Linked DNA regions of Rattus norvegicus: region 2 is linked to region 1. A link is a contact called in public Hi-C data. All regions are on one chromosome and are shown on one strand. Each heading gives the region's core, a stretch centred on a gene start, on an enhancer-like site or on the middle of the called end of the contact. The rest is flanking DNA. Distances are from core to core; before and after follow the strand shown.

Region 1 (7,917 bases), core at 3,439-5,938:
GCGTGCATACCTGTGTGAAAATCACTTTATTCTCTATGGGGCTTCATCTCCACACATGTAGAGTGCAAGTGTTTGACCAGAGACCTCTGCTTCACTGTGGGAACCATTCCCAGGATGTCCTTGGACCTTGGTCTGCTGACTCCACTTTCTCTTCCTTCCTTCCTTCCTTCCTTCCTTCCTTCCTTCCTTCCTTCCTTCCTTCCTTCTCCCCCTCCCTCCCTCCCTCTCTCTCTCTCTCTCTCTCTCTCTCTCTCTCTCTCTCTCTCTCTCTCTCTCCTGTAAAATGATCAAAACTGTTCAGTTCCAGAATGAGAGTTAAACGCACTTATATAATGTTGCCCAAGCCTTTTCGTCCTATCCCTTGGTTATTCCAAGCCTTATCAGCCCCCCTTTCATAGTTGAGGGTAGATATAGCAACAGTCGTTTTGCTACCATCCCAAACCAGAATCTATTACATCCCTGGGACTGTGTTACACCCTGGGGATTCAACAGCTAAGGGGATCTTAGCATACCAGTGGCCAGAGGACTGAGGCTGGAGGATTATCTTGAGTCTGAGGCCAGCCCGGGTTGTATGTCAGGACCCTGCCTCAAACAAACAAACAATCAAACAAACAAAATCCCACAAAAAGGTGCGACTCAGCAGTAGAGCCTTTGCACAGCATATACAAGAGCTTGTGCTGGATTCTCAAAACCACAGTAAACAAACTCAAACAACCCCCAGACATATGCCAAGAAAAAGCAATCGGAAAACGGAAGCTAGATCCAGTGGTGCATGTCTGACATCACCACTCAGGAGAGCTGGAGTCAGGAAGATCAGGAGTTCAAATTCATCCTGAGTTTGCTCAGCTACGTAGTGAATTTGCCAGCCTGAGCTTCACGGAATCTTGTCCAAAACAAACGGCAAACTCAAGGAGTACTGAAGACTGATTAAAAAACAAACAAAAACAAACAAACAAACCCAAACCAAAACAACAACAAAAAAGTTGTCAGCTAAATCTAGCTTGGGGAGCCAACAAGTTTATTGGGGTTACTGATAGGAGCATAGGGGAAGGTTTATTTCCAGGAACTTAGTTGACTCAAAGGTGGACACATCAGCAAGAGGCCCTCCCTGCTATGGGGGAAGCCACAAAGGCTACATCCCTGGAGCAGCCTGCCCAAAAGGTAGCTGTACCAAAACCTCTTCCCCAGTGGCCATTGCTTATACAATCTTGGGAGGGCTCTGTGAGTGTTGGAAGTTTCGTCAGCACCCTGAACCTTGGAATTTTTCGTAGCTTTCTTAGGAGCCTTCCTCTTCCCTCCAGGATAGAGTGCTTCAGTTGGAGGCAGTAGCTATGCAACAGTAAAAAGCAGAATAAAAATTCCATTTATGGGCCTGGGTATGACCGTGCAGACCTTTAATCCCAGCACTTGGGAAGCGCAGACATGCAGAGCACTACGACTTGGGGACCAGGCTGGTTCACATCGTGAGTTCTGAGACCTCGTCTCAAAAACTATACGAAAAGAGACAGGTGGGTGGCTGGAGAGAGAGATTTAAGCAGCTAAGAGTACTCGTTGCTCTTGCAGCGGGCCCAGGTTTGATTCCCAGGACCCACCAGGCAGCTCACAATCGTCTGTAACTCCAGCTCCAGGTGATCTGATACCCTCTTCTGGCCTCTCTCTGGGCATTGCACGCTCATGGTGCACTTACTCTTTAATTGATTATTTTTTGTTTTGTGTACATAGGTGTTTTATCTGCATGTACATCTAAGTTAAAGTCAGCAGTATTTGTTTGAGAATAAGTGCACGTGTACATAATGCATGCTCACGGACATGTTTACCGTAGGACCCCGTGGTGGGTGGTATAGGAATGGCCCCCCGTAGACTTGTATGTTTAAATGCTTGCCCCATAGGATGTGGCCTTGTTGGAGGAAGCGTGTCACTATGAGGGCAGGCTTTGAGGTCTCCTATGCTCAAGACATGCCAGTGTGACACAGTCTCCTGCTACCTGCCCATCAAGATGTAGAACTCTCAGCTCCTTCTCCAGCACCATGTGTGCCTGCACGCTGCCGTGCTTCCCGCCTTGACAATAACGGGCTAAACTTCAGAAACCGTGAGCCAGCCCCAATTAGATGCTTTCCTTTACAAGACTTGCCTTGGCTATAGTGTCTCTTCACAGCAATGAAACTGAGACAGAAGCATATATAGTTTAGAGGATAAATATGTGGGGTCAGTTATCTTCTGCTTTTGTGTGGGTCCTGGGGATTGAATCTGCCGTGAGTCCGCACAACAAGCGCTTTACCCACGGAGCCATCTTGACATTTCTCTCAGTTCTTTCTGAAACCAGGTTTCATTTATGGATCAGGCTGTCCTTGAACTTGCACCCCTGCATTCCACTCTTCCCATTCTATTTGGTTAAATGGGAAAGTTATGTTTAACCAAGTCTAACATTTAATAAAAATTATATGTATGAATATTCTTTGTTTCTAGATAGCATCTCTTGATGTAGCCCTGGCTGTGCTGGGATTTGCTATATAGACAAAGCTCTCCTCAAACGTATAGAGACCCACTTGTCTCTGACTCAAGAGTGCTGGGATTAAAGATATGAGTCACCGGGATTGGGGATTTAGCTCAGTGGTAGAGCGCTTGCCTAGGAAGCGCAAGGCCCTGGGTTCGGTCCCCAGCTCCGGAAAAAAAAAGAACCAAAAAAAAAAAAAAAAAAAGGCACCATGCTTAGCTGGGAATGAGTGTTTCGCCTGTATGTATGTAAACAGTACTACTTGTATGTTTGGTACCCACAGAGGCCAAACCAAGGGTGCTATGTCCCCTGGAACTGGAGTTGTTGAACAGTTGAGAGCTATTATATGGGTGCCTGGAATCAAACCCCAGTCCTCTGTAAGAGCAGCAAGTGCTCTTAACTACTGAGCCATCTCTCCAACCCCAAATCTAGTCTTTTCGCTTTTAATCATGCTTGTTGGTAAACTTTCATTGATATATTATTTTATTACATAGACAGCAAGTCTTTTTAACATAATAAAGTAAGACGGGGGCGGCAGCACATGCCTTTAATCCCAGCACTCGGGAGGTAGAGACAAGCAGATTTCTGTGTGTTTAAGGCTCACCTGGTGTACAGAGTGAGTTCCAAGACAGCCAGGTCTACCAAAAATAAAGAAATAAAGAATAATAAATTAACCACAGCATTTAAGTGGTAGGGACAGGAAGATCAAAAGCTCAAGGTTGGCATGAATTACAAAGTGAGTTTGAAGCTAACTTTGTTTACATGAAATTCTGAGTAGACAAACAATACTAAAGTAACTGAAGATTTATGCATACTTAAAAATTATGGGGGGGCTGGAGAGATAGCTCAGTGGTTAAGAGCACTGACTGCTCTTCCAGAGGTCCTGAGTTCAATCCCCAGCAGCCACATGGTGGCTCACAACCATGAAGGATCCAAAGCCTTCTTCTAGTTTGCAGGTGTACATGTAGATAGAGCAGCATGCACAAGCACGCACACATGCACACACACACACACACGGAAAAAAATGCACAAGAACCAATTCAAGAGGCCAAGTCAGTAGTATCAGGAGTCTGATGGGAGTCTGAGGGTGCATAGCAAGACCCTATTGAAGAGGACTGTAGAAATACACCTTCTTTTGAGACAGGATCTCATTATATGCCCCAGGCTAGCATCAAACTCCTGGCCATACTGATTCAGCTGGCTGAGTTGTGATTACAGGTATAGTACATTGCCCCAGCTCATGGTTTGGTTGGCTGGTTTTTGTTTTTGTTGCCATTTATAGATTTAAATCCTAACAGGTCCACAATTTCAAGTTTCTTTCCTCCCCAGGACCAACACTTCTTAGCCCACATTCTGTCTTTGTTCCCTCCTTCCCTACAAAAGAAACAGAAGCCACCAACTGGGGAAACTCACCTTCTTCCCATTAGTTCATCAATTCATTTTTTAGACGTCCAGACTTTATTAATTCGTTTTAATAAAGACTCCTTGATCCTAATTTCGGTGAATTTTCTCTAAATTCATCTGTCATTCCCAGGGTCAACATCCAACAACTTGTTATTCCTAAGTGCTTTAAATTGTATTTTTATCACTTATTTGGATTTAATTGTATTTTTCATTTATTCTGGCCTCCAAGGCCAGGAGAGACACGGTTTTGAGTGGCCAGACGTGGATGCTGGGAACCGAACATAGATCCCTTCAAAGAGCAGCAGCGATAGCTTTTAACCGCCGAGCCAGCTCTCCAGCCGCCCATCATTAGCTCTTAATTCTAATAGTGACCCTGAGTTGGCAGTGACCCTGGCAGGTCACATGCACAATGTGACTTCCTGATTCCGGAGGGAGGGGGGCCGAGGTAGGTTGGGCGGGATTCCCTAAAGCCTAGCTAAAACCCGGCAAGCCTCCCTAAGCCTCGTGGACACAGCGCCACCGAGTGGCGGAACTCGGTATGGTGCGAAGAGACTGATCTAAGTAGCCTCTGTGTCATGCGCAGAGTGACGCACTGGTCCAGCGCCTCCAGCGCAGAGATCCACCCGCCCACAGCCCTGGACACGGTGAAAGGGCGGGACACGAGAGCAGCCTAGGTCTCCATTGGTCAATTGTAGGGCAAAAAGAGGCGGAGCATCCACGCGCCTCGACTTTCTATTGGCCAGGGGCAAGCAGAAAGAGGCGGAGCCGGGCGGCGCGCGCTCCGGGGCGTGCGACTTGACGGGCGTGGAACGGCCGTTAGACGACCTGAGGAGCGGATTCGCCGCTCGTGCGGACGTGGTGGCCGCCTTCAGTATCCCAGAGTGAGGGGGTTCGCCGCTCGCTCTCAGGTCCGAGTAAGTTCTTTTTGGGGGCTCCCGCCGAAGCGGCGACCCCTGTCCCTCATTTCGTAAGCCCGGGAAAACCTTGAAAAGTCGGGACCTAGCTTCTTGGGGTTTGTGGGGGGGGGGAACCCCGTGGAGAGCGAAGCGCATGCGCAGATGGACCGAGCCGTAATTCCACCCCAATCTCTTCTCTCTCCGGCTGAGTTTCCTGGCTTAGGATCCTCACACGCCCTCTCGCGTCTCTGTCCCTCCTCCCGGCACCTTGCGTTCCCCTTTTCATTAACTGCACGGCAGTTTCCGTACTTGTGTGCCAGACGCCCCCTGCTCTCGTAAGAGTCCACGGCCCGCGGGAAGAGCCGGACTCGGCGAGTGGAGACCTTTCACAAACGGCCGGGAGCTGAAGGCGCCGTTGTGGTGGGGTCAGCGAGCTATCCCCGCGGAGTTGGTGTCTGACCTGAGGGGTAGTTGAGGGGCAGAGGACACCTGGGGATGGCCTAGACCTGTCCTAGGGCTTTGCTACTGCATCTGGCACGAAGAAGCTAGCGATGCTACTCGATGCCTGTACGTGACTGCCCCCCAACTCCCACTCGCAATTAGCTGAAACTAAGGTCAATGGTGATCAAGTTGAGGAATCTTGGTCTGAGGCTTGGGATGGAACAAAACTTTAGATTGTGTAGCAGAGAGTTAGAACATTTGACTTCAGTAAATTAGGAAGGTCAAACCGTGTCTGCTTTGTTATGTTGTTGAGCATTAAATAAGCCCTTAGCCCAAGCGAAGCAGACTCCACTACTTAGTTCTCTGCCCTTCCTCCCTTTTCTTTCTGTTTTTAGGTCTTGCTATGTAATCCAGGCTGGCCTGGAATTTCCTGTATAGCCCAGGCTGGCCTTTTACTGTTGTTTCGGATCTTGAGACAAGGTCTCACTATGTAGTCTTTGCTGACCTGGCACTCACTTTGTAGACCAGGGTGGCATTGAACTCCCAGAGATCCTCTTGCCTTCAGTCTCCCTTGCTGGGATTAAAAATGTGCATCACCATATCAGGCCCAGGCTGTCTTGAATTCATGGGGTTTTGTTTTTTTGGGGTTTTGTTTTTTTTTTCATTTTGCCTTAGCCTCCATAGCGTTGAGATTGCAGGCTCACGTAATGACAAGTAGTTTTTCTTTAACACGATACATTTTTTTTAAAGATTTATTTTAGTTATGAGTGCTCTATCTGCATGTATATTTGCATACCAGAAGAGGCCATCGGATCCCATTACAGATGGTTGTGAGCCACCATGTGGTTGCTGGGAATTGAACTCAGGACCTCTGGAAGAGCAGTCAGTGCTCTTAACTGCTGAGCCATCTCTCCAGCCCCTTGGTACAGAGCCAGGCAAATAGTACTCAGGAAATTTGGGTTGATGAATACAGTATCAGTTTGGGGCTTCTTAAACACACACTCACCCTCTCACTCTCTCTCTCTCTCTCTCTCTCTCTCTCTCTCTAATGTTCATTAGTGGTTGGCTGTCTGTGTGAGGGTGTCAGAAACCTGGGAACTGGAGTTACAGACCATTGTGAGTTGCCATATGGGTGCTGGGAATTGGGCCTGGGCACTCTGGAAGAGCAGCCAGTGCTCTAGCTACTGAGACTCTGTCTGTCTCTCTGGCCCTTAGACTGCCACTCAATCCTGTTGGTTTTTTGTTTGTTTGTTTTTTGGCCTGGAAAAAAATTTATGAGATCTTGAGAGTATATCAAACATTTGTTGATAAGTGATGAAGAAACTTACTCTGAAACAATTATTTGAAGCTTGATTTATAGCCGATGCTTGTAATCTGAGCACTTGGGAAACTGAGGCAGGAGAACTTGTAAAAGTTCTGGCTAGCTCAGTCGGTAAAGCATGAGACTCTTTTTCCCCCCCTTGTGGAGAGGTTTAATGAGAGAGGAGAGGAGAGGAAAGGAGGCTGGCCGTGGACACATGGTAGGAAGCGGGAAGGGGGCAAGAACAGAGAAGAACAAAGAGTAAGAGGGGCTAAGAGGGGAGTAAGAGCGAGTGTGAGACTCTTAATATCAGGGTTGTGGTTTGAGCACCACCTTGGGCGCCAAATGCAAAAGTACTGGGGGCTTTTCTTCGCCTATCCTTGTTCCCAATAATGACAGATTTTTATCTTTATTTTATACCATACACACACACACACACACACACACACACACACACACTATAACTGGGTAGGTTTGAGCTGTTCTAACCTGACTATATTGGCCTGGCATACTTCCTAGTCTACTTGTCAGGCCTGATACATCCTAATGATAACCTCCTTTGTCCCACCTGAGATACTCACACACACACACACACACACACACACACACACACACACACACACACACACTTTTATCCATCCTTCCATCCATCCATCCATCCATCCCTAGGCTCTAAGTCCCACCTTACCCTCTCCTGCCCAGCTATAGACTGATCAGCTTTTTTTTTTTTTTGGAGCTAGGGACTGAACCCAGGGCCTTGCACTTGCTAGGCAAGCGCTCTACCACTGAGCTAAATCCCCAACTCCGACTGATCAGCTCTTAATTGACCAATTAGAAGATGATGGATAACAATGTTTTCTGAGTCAGGGAATGCATCATAATAATGACAGAACCAAGTCCGGACTGCACCCAGATCTCTGGGGTGCAGAAGTCAACAATTGAATATACAATGCACAAAAAACATCTCCCAACATCGTTACCTGGAAGTTCAATGCTAGCCTGATCTGCATATTGAGTTCTAGCCAGGGCTATATAGAAGACTGTAACTCAAAACAAGAAAACACAATTCTTTGGTATGTGTATCATTTTTCTCACTTATTAAAGCTAATTTGTATATTAATAAGATGCTTATTTTTACATAATTAAATATTGCCAGGGATGGTGATCCATGCTGGATTCTCAGCACTTGGAAGATAGAGGTTTGAGGATAATCCTTGGCTACATAGCAAATGCTAGGCCAGCTTGGGCTACGTGAAACCGGTCTCAGAAACCAAAAGAAATATTGGATGATTGTTTGATACTGCAGGATATAGACCATCTTCAACATTTTTCAGAGTTGGTACTTCGATGTTATCACTGTCGATACTGAGAACACTGCTTCC
Region 2 (7,917 bases), core at 2,310-4,809, 280 kb before region 1:
TGCTCCTGTCTAAAGTTCTTAGTAACAGTACTGCTGCATGGAAAGAAATACACGGCAACAGGTATCCACTCTGGGGATAAAATAATGACAATAATTTCATTTCCCAACTCTTTTATAATTATGTTAATATTTGTTAAGCTTTTCATTAGTTCTTTTACTTTTATGTGTATGGTCTGTATAAATATATATGCACATGTGTCAGGCCTTTACAAGCCAGAAGAGGGCATCAGATCCCTCAGAACTAGAGTTGCAGGAAGTTGTTAATTACCCAATGTAGGTGCTAGGAACTACATTGTGGTCTTCTTCAAGAATAGCAAGCACTAGGGTTGGGGATTTAGCTCAGTGGTAGAGTGCTTGCCTAGCAAGCGCAAGGCCCTGGGTTCGGTCCCCAGCTCCGAAAAAAAAAAAAAAAATAGCGAGCACTCTTAACAGTGGGGCCACCTCTCCAGCCTCTCATAAGGCCTTATTTCCTATTTACTTTATGTGCATGGTTGTTTAGCTTGCACGTTTACCTATGTACTAATGTTGAGTGTGGTGCTCATGAGGACAAGGCAGCTGGGTCCCTGGAAATGGAGCTGAATGTTTGTGAGCTACTGTGTGGTTGCTGGCGATCGAACATGGATCCTCTGGAAAAGCAGTCAGCTCCTAACTGCTGAGCTACCCCTCCAGGCCTCATTGGGCTTCAATGATGGTTACTTTATAATAGAAGTGTTTGGAAGGAGAAAAAGCTACAATACCACATCCCTGAAAATTTAGTTTTTATTGCATAGCTCTTTAAAAAAGCAAAACTAAGAAAACAAAGAATTACCTGCCAACAAATGTCCTATTTTTTTAAAGAGAAAAGCATGAGCTTTGATATAAGACAGGTCTTAGCTTAAATTCTGCCTCCAGTACTTACTAACAGGAAAATGCCTTAATAATACAATTTTCGAGTCTGTTACCTGAGACAATGCCCCCCACGGAGCCTCCTTTTAGAGAAAGCTCCTGAGTTAAGGAGCTGGCCCGAGAGGAGCTCATTAAACTATGGCCGCTGCTTCCTCTGAACCTCTGGCACAAGGACATTTCCCACTTCAGATCACAGTGAGCTACAATCCCTTCTTCCTTTGTATGAAAATGAAACCAGTTTGCCTCATTACATTAATAAGTTTCCTGTATCTCCTGTAAATCGTCTGGGTTACCTTGCGTCTTTCTTCTGCAGCTTCTAATTTCTTCTGAATTTCCTCCAGGGAAAGATCCTTCTTCTTTGGGGGGGAAAGGGGGAACTCGGGGACAGATTCTTTTGATCGAGGGCTGAGAATCAGCTCAAAAGCCTGGCCGGAAGCACGCTTCTCCAGCTCTTTCACCTGAATATCTGGGGTTGATCAGATGTATGATAAATGAGGAAAAACCCAGCTTGCTTATTTAAATAAAGGGATCTATAATTTTCTAAAAACCAGTAATTTAACAATCAGAATGAAAGCTAATGAAAGTGTTTGTAGATAAGAAATCAAACGACTTTTTTTTTTTTAAAGCTCAACATTTTGGGCTAACGAATACCATTTTGAGGAGGAATTAGTACTTGACAATCATTCTATGAAACAAAGAATGGCTTGTGTAAAACCCCACAATTTTGCTTTAGACCAAGCCAAAATTATGAATGGCAATGAGTTTTCCATATACTTATCCAAGTAATAAAAATTTAATTGCCTTTTTATTTGCAAATTAAATTTTGAAAAGAACACAAAAGCCAAATTAAAAGCTTAAGGCCTGCGCCACTTCCTATTCTAAAGCCATAGCCCACCCCAGTTTCAGCTTTTTGAAATCAATTACCTACCAGAAGATGCCATGTTGGACAGAAGACAAGAGACTGGCTGTACACTCTACACAATCCACTGGCAAGGAAAGCCCTGGAATGATTTTTCAAAGCATGCAATCAATTTCTCCACATTTCCCCCATGTCATCAGCACAAAGGGATCTCAAATCACACCCGTGACAATGTCAGGAAAATCATTAGGTGGAAATCAAGAAACATCATTAAAAAATCATCTAGAAACACCGAAGCCTATCAGGATATTTTAACTGAATAACGCTGGCAGCAGAAAATCAAATTAAATGATATTCTTCAAAGAAAAAAACCTTGGAATCTCAAAAATCAGAGGTGCAATCACAAGGTTGAAGGATTCCTTCCCTTAACCCTTTTTTCCGTACCCAACATAAGAAGATCTTCCAGATTCAACCCAACAATGAGATCGGAGCCATCTTAATTCTGTCTACAACTCATTGTGCAAATGAAATACCCACCCCTGCTTTGTCTGTGTTTGCCATGGTGAATAACACCCAAGCTAGAAGCCAATGGTATTCAAGTCCCATTGTTCTTAGGGTTTAAGCTACTAGCCTCACAGTGAGAAAATGAAGTTTTATGAACCTCTACGTTTCCTTTGAGGGCAGGGTCTAAGAGCTATTTAGCCCAGGCTGGTCTTGAAATTACAATCCTCTTGCCTCAGCCTCCTCAGTGTAGAGGGGTGGGGTTTTGCCCAGTAGGTTAGCAGTTGCTTAACATTTGCAAAGCCCTGGGTTTCATGTTCGATGCACACACGGGCGATGGGGTGGGGGAAGCTTCTGAGGTTGAGATTTTAGACAAGCACCACCACACCCGCCTTAGGTTTGTCACATTTGATGCCTTATGTCGCAATATTTTTTTCCAACAGTTGTCGAGTATTTTTTAAAAAGATCACCACTCTTTCAGCCCCGAAGTGTATTTTTTAAAGGTTCCAAACGCTAGACATTGAAAAAAACGAGGCAACGAAAAAAGCATTTAGCTGTGGCGGAGCACCCAAGCAGCAGACTACACAGCATGGGCGTGGTCCTGGCCCGGGCGGGCAGGCTGGCAGCCCCGGCCAATCAGAACACGCCCTAAGCTCCGGCCCCTGGCCCCGCCCCTCGGCTCCCCGCGCCTTTTCGAATCTCCGCGAACCTCTCCACACTCGGGAGCCCGCGCGCGTGGGCAGCGACAGGATGGGCGGGGCTAACGGTCCTCCGGGGTGGCCCCGCCCCTCTCGGGCTGGCAGCGCGCGGCAGTCTACCCCCCCAACTCCCGCCAAAAACACCTCGCGGACACGCAGTCCTGGGGTGGTTGCAGAGGGCTTGGTCGCATGGCCTCCACCCACTGACGGGAGTGCCCAGAGCTGCCCGGGACCACCGCCACGAAGCCCCGGGAGACTGGGCGGGCGCCGCCCCTCGGGAGCACGAGCGCCCCTAGCCTCGCTCTCCTTTAGACAATGGGGACCCCTGAACAGCCGCGCCCGCTGAGCGGTAGATGCAGAGGACGGCTCACGCCTCCTATTGTCTCCACGCTCGCACCCGAGGCTAAAGCTCACCGCTGGCCGCGCCCCCTCCCCACCAAGCCGCATCCCCAGGGAACAGGGACAAAAGCCAAGGCTCCGCCGGAGCTCCACACAAAAGACGAACGCCCCCCACCCACCAGGGCTCGAGGTCTCCGCCCGTCCCGTGTCCCCGGCTAGGGGCTCGCCGCGTTCCCGGCTGCTCCCTACCCTGCCGTCGCCTCCGCCTAAGCCAAGCCTGCACCCACCTGCTCAGTCCGAGCCGCCTGGCCACACTCTGAGAACCAACAGACCTGGGCGCGCACAAAAGCGCCAAACAGCGGCACGTGACCCGGACCAGGCGCACCGCATTGGCTGCGGGTGACCGCACGTGCCAGTCCCGCCCCGAAGCCCGAGGGCCCCGCCTCTCCGGAGCGGCGCATTTCGGGAATTGTAGTCCGGGCTAGTGGGGCAGGAAGACAATGCTAGGGGTGGGGCACTCCTGGTAGGGGGTCTCGCTAGGTGCGAGCTCGCACTGGACCTGGGCCTCTGATCTGAAGAGCATTTGGCCGCGTCCACAGGAGTGAATCCGTTACGGAACTCCCTCCCTAGGAAAAGTGCAGGGCGAGGCGAGGCACTGAGTAGGGGTCGGTTCTAACCTACTTCTGTCTTTTAGACCTTGACGGACTGGACTCTTCTTCTACCCGGCCATAGGAGTTTCTTTCGCTCCCTAAGCAGTGTCCCTTTTGATGCCACACCCCACCCGGTCGCCTAAGACTCTCGAACCCCTGTGACAAGACAGTGCCATTCCACGCCCCTGCACGGTCCTCTACCCTTGGCGTGCTTCCACGGACACACCGCAGCGAGTCACCTGTAGCGCGACATCGCAGTCGCTAACCCATTTTCTACTGGCAGGTCACGGGCGTGGTCCTTCCTTTGGTCATTTGCATTCTCACCATCAGCTTCCCGAGCTGGAAACACTAGGATCTATGCTGGACAGCGTGAGGCTCTGGAATCTGATCTTGGGTCTAACAAAAGCGACTAAGCTTAAAGGCAGACTCCATCTGGCCTGCCAAAGCGTTGCGGTGACAGGAAAGGGAAGGGAAGAGCGATGGCAGTTCTAGATACACTTTGCTGCTTTTGTTCTGAAAGCACGTGCTCCCCAGAGCGGGGCTGGGCTCTCTTTGAGAATGTAAACAAAAGGAGCCACAAGGTCACGGTTCCCTCTGGCCAGGATAAAGCAAAACTATAGCAGAGACACAAAGGAAATTAGCATGAACCTGTCTCTCTCAGAACCCCCTCCTCTCTGCTGACCAAAGCTGTGTCCCCGTGAGTGGTCATTTCCCCAAAGCACCTGCTCAAAAACTCTATTAATTTGATTTACTATTTTATTAATGGATTTGGTCTCCCAAAAGCTAAACCACACATAGACCAGGTTCTGTGGAAACACAGTCCTAATTCTAAAACAATCCTACATCTGGTTAATGAATAGGGAAGTACCCGAGATAAAATATAACAGGCATACAAGACAATGAAAACTGTATTGTGCAGAAAACACACAAAGCAAGCAACTGGCAAAGCCCTGTTGCGTAAAATATGCTTATAGAGGCATATTTTCCCAACAATTGCCCTTGCGTGGGGTCAGTCTCCCTCTGCCCCCACCCAGCCAGTCTAAGTGGTTCTTGCTTAGCTTGTGAGCAGCAGGAGACAATTCTGCACATTGACCGGGCTTTTCTCTTTCACAAACGTAGCCCCACAATGGCCTGGCGTTTCAACTTTCCGAATGGATCTCAGAAATCATTTTCAAAACTGGACAGGAATGAGGATAAGTCCCTTCTGAAAACCGAGATGACAGAGGAACACAGATGAGCGGAGACCTCCACGGCGGCCAAGAGGTCTGGTACCTTCCGAACGAGCACTTTGTCTTAAAGTCTTTGTACTGGATTTGGAGATGTGTGTGGAAGGTCCCACCCATGCGATGCACTTTTTTTTCTCCAAATACAAGATATGCCACACAAAAGTCTCATATTTCTATTAAAGTTGTGACAGGGGAGAATTAATCTTTCAAAACACTGATTATTTTGAAGCGTTTATATCATCCCTCCCCACCCCCACACACACCTCTCTCCCTGGAGCAGATGCGTATTTCCATGGAAACCACAGCTAGGAATGGAGTAGATGTTAGAACTCATGTAGATTTTTTTTTCATGTTTTTTATCGATACCCCTTGCCTTCTGCATTTGTGGTTAGGGGTCCGCTCCTGTTGACACCTGTGACAAGAATATCTCCAGATTCTCACTGCTGCTTAGGAGGGGGAAGGACACGGGGTGGGGTGCGGGGGGGGGGTGGGAATAAGGGTCCCCTGGCATGACCTTGTGAATAAAGCAGTGCTTCCTGTGCTGTGGGAAGATCCTGTTCTGTAGGATGAAAAGGGGTTGCTTCTCTCAAAGCCGGTTCTCACCAGTGTTCACAGATGGTCTCCGGAATCAGGAAGGGTAGCCAACATCTTTTGCTTCCCCACTTTGGGAAGGGCCAGAACCTGCCTCTCCCCTAACACTAGCAAGATCCCCGCCCTCTCCAAGAGGCAGTGAAGGGTTAATGTTTCCATCTCGGGAGCTGCCTGCCTTTGCCCATGAGAATTATTTTTGCTTCTGCTCAGACGGTTTGGTCGGATTGCTGTGGGGCCGGCTGTGACTGGATTAGCACCGAGTGAACTCTAGATAGGGCAGCTGTCCAGCTTATTTGATCTGTGTAGACAGCCAAAGGACAGGACTTGGGGCTTCAAAGCCCAGCAAGGGTGTCTACCCTGATGAAACACACGGCACCGGGCTCTTGTCAGATCTCAGCTATTCCCAGAGAGGCGACAGCCTTTGTTCATTGTTGCTTCTGAGGCCACAGAGGTTGTCTCCCACATAGGCGCCTCTGAGGTCCACGGCTGCTCCTGGGGCCTGTCCTCAGCCAAGGAGTGTCATGGGAGAAGTCGTTTTTATTGTCACTTCTTTGTTCCCTTTGTCCCTAGTCCTCAGGACCGAGGCTCTAATGTGCCTTGCTCTGTTCAAACCCCATCCTTGGAAACATTTCACACATCTGTCTCCCTTATTGGGCAGAGTCAATGTCTCACCTTGTTTGAGTGCCTGATACAGGGCCTGATACATGGTGAGGGTCTGGAGGTTTATAGAGAAGGAGAGGGGGGTTGGGGATTTAGATCAGTGGTAGAGCGCTTGCCTAGCAAGCGCAAGGCCCTGGGTTCGGTCCCCAGCTCCGGGGGGAAAAAAAAAAAAACTTCCTGTACTGTTCTGATAGATCGTCCATCTTGGGAGTGGTGTCTGAGATTAATACACTGAACCGTGGCTCAGCCTTGGTACAGAGCACGAGTCAACCAACACTGCTATAGAGAAGTTCCTGGATGCTAGGAGTTATTGAATGGATGAATAGATGAATGAATGAATGAATGAATGAATATTAGCCTGTCACCTTTAGGTTGCAATTGCCCTTACTGGGTTAAGACCTCCCATGGAATTGCTTTATTTCCGAAATTATTTGTTTTCTCATTGTGCTGAAGTACAACCAGGGCCTTGCACATGGTAGACGTTGGGGATGGTTTTGTGTACTGTGCATTCAGATGCTGATCTGGTTGCAGTCTGGATGTTGGCATTGTCAAGCATCTCCTGTCTAAATGATGTGTAAAGATTGTTTTTCTATCACCTCTGATTGGTTAGCTGGGCGGAAGGGAATAGGGTGAGACTTCCAGTCCCAGTTACGGGATCCCAAGCAAAATGAGGATGCGAGAGGACGGGAACCGTGAGGAGTGGCCATGAGAGGTCACCGTGAAGGATTAGCCATGAACAGATAGATGGCCAAGAGAGATAGAAGGAGAGAAGACAGGAGGGAGGAAGAAGAGATGGACCATGAGGATTCACCATGAGGTCATGACGAGAAAGCAGCCACGAGGTCACACATGGACTGAACGAACCTGACGAGATTCAGAGTCCAGGTAAAGGACCAGGTGGCTGAGAACTAAGCAGCCATAGAGGGTTAGAAAAGAGGAGTATCCGCCCAGCATAGTGCCTGCCACTGGTTAATAAATAATATATTAGGGCTCTGCCTTTATGGGGGCTAACATGGGGTCGAGCGGGTGTAGAAATGCCCTGTGTTTTTGCTTTGCACTGCTAAGGATCAAACCTGGGATCTTCTGCATGCAAGGCAAGTGACGAGCACCCCGGCCTCGCCATGGAGTGTGTGTGTGTGTGTGTGTGTGTGTGTGTGTGTGTTTGTGTGTGAGTGTTGTGTGAGAGTGTGTGTGTTTGTGTGAGAGTGTGTGTCTCTGTGTGTGTGAGAGTGTGTGAGCGTGTGTGAGTGTGTGTGTAAGTGTGTCTGTGTGTATGTGAGAGTGTGTGTGAGAGTGTTTCTGTGTATGTGAGTATGTGTGAAAGAGTGTGTGTGTGTGGCGTGTGTGTATGTGAGTATGTGTATGAGAGAGTGTGTGTGTGAGAGAGTGTGTGTGTATGAGAGTGTGTGTAGTGTGTATGTGAATGTGTATGGTGTATGTGTATGTGTGTGTGTGCATGAGAGAGAGTGTGTGTCTCTGTGTGTGTGAGAGAGAGTGTGTTTGTGTGT

Evidence for each region. A called contact is a pair of places that touch in the nucleus more often than the background predicts.
Region 2: a Hi-C map of hepatocytes shows a contact between it and region 1, with 1.8 times the contacts expected there. The contact joins the promoter of Stmn1 here to the promoter of Cep85 in region 1. A contact is called at or near these places in 4 of 12 Hi-C or Micro-C datasets (frontal cortex, hepatocytes, liver and 1 more).

What each region holds. Positions count from the first base shown.
Region 1 is chr5:151,684,631-151,692,547 of GRCr8, reverse strand. It overlaps Cep85 (centrosomal protein 85), which reads left to right and starts at 4,688. Exons shown (of 14, transcript NM_001395607.1): 1 at 4,688-4,812.
Region 2 is chr5:151,960,821-151,968,737 of GRCr8, reverse strand. Stmn1 (stathmin 1) reads right to left here and starts at 3,559. Exons shown (of 5, transcript NM_017166.2): 1 at 3,462-3,559; 2 at 1,814-1,886; 3 at 1,179-1,351. The coding sequence starts at 1,826. It overlaps LOC134487004 (a long non-coding RNA gene), which reads left to right and starts at 4,150. Exons shown (of 2, transcript XR_010066672.1): 1 at 4,150-4,301; 2 at 5,052-5,360.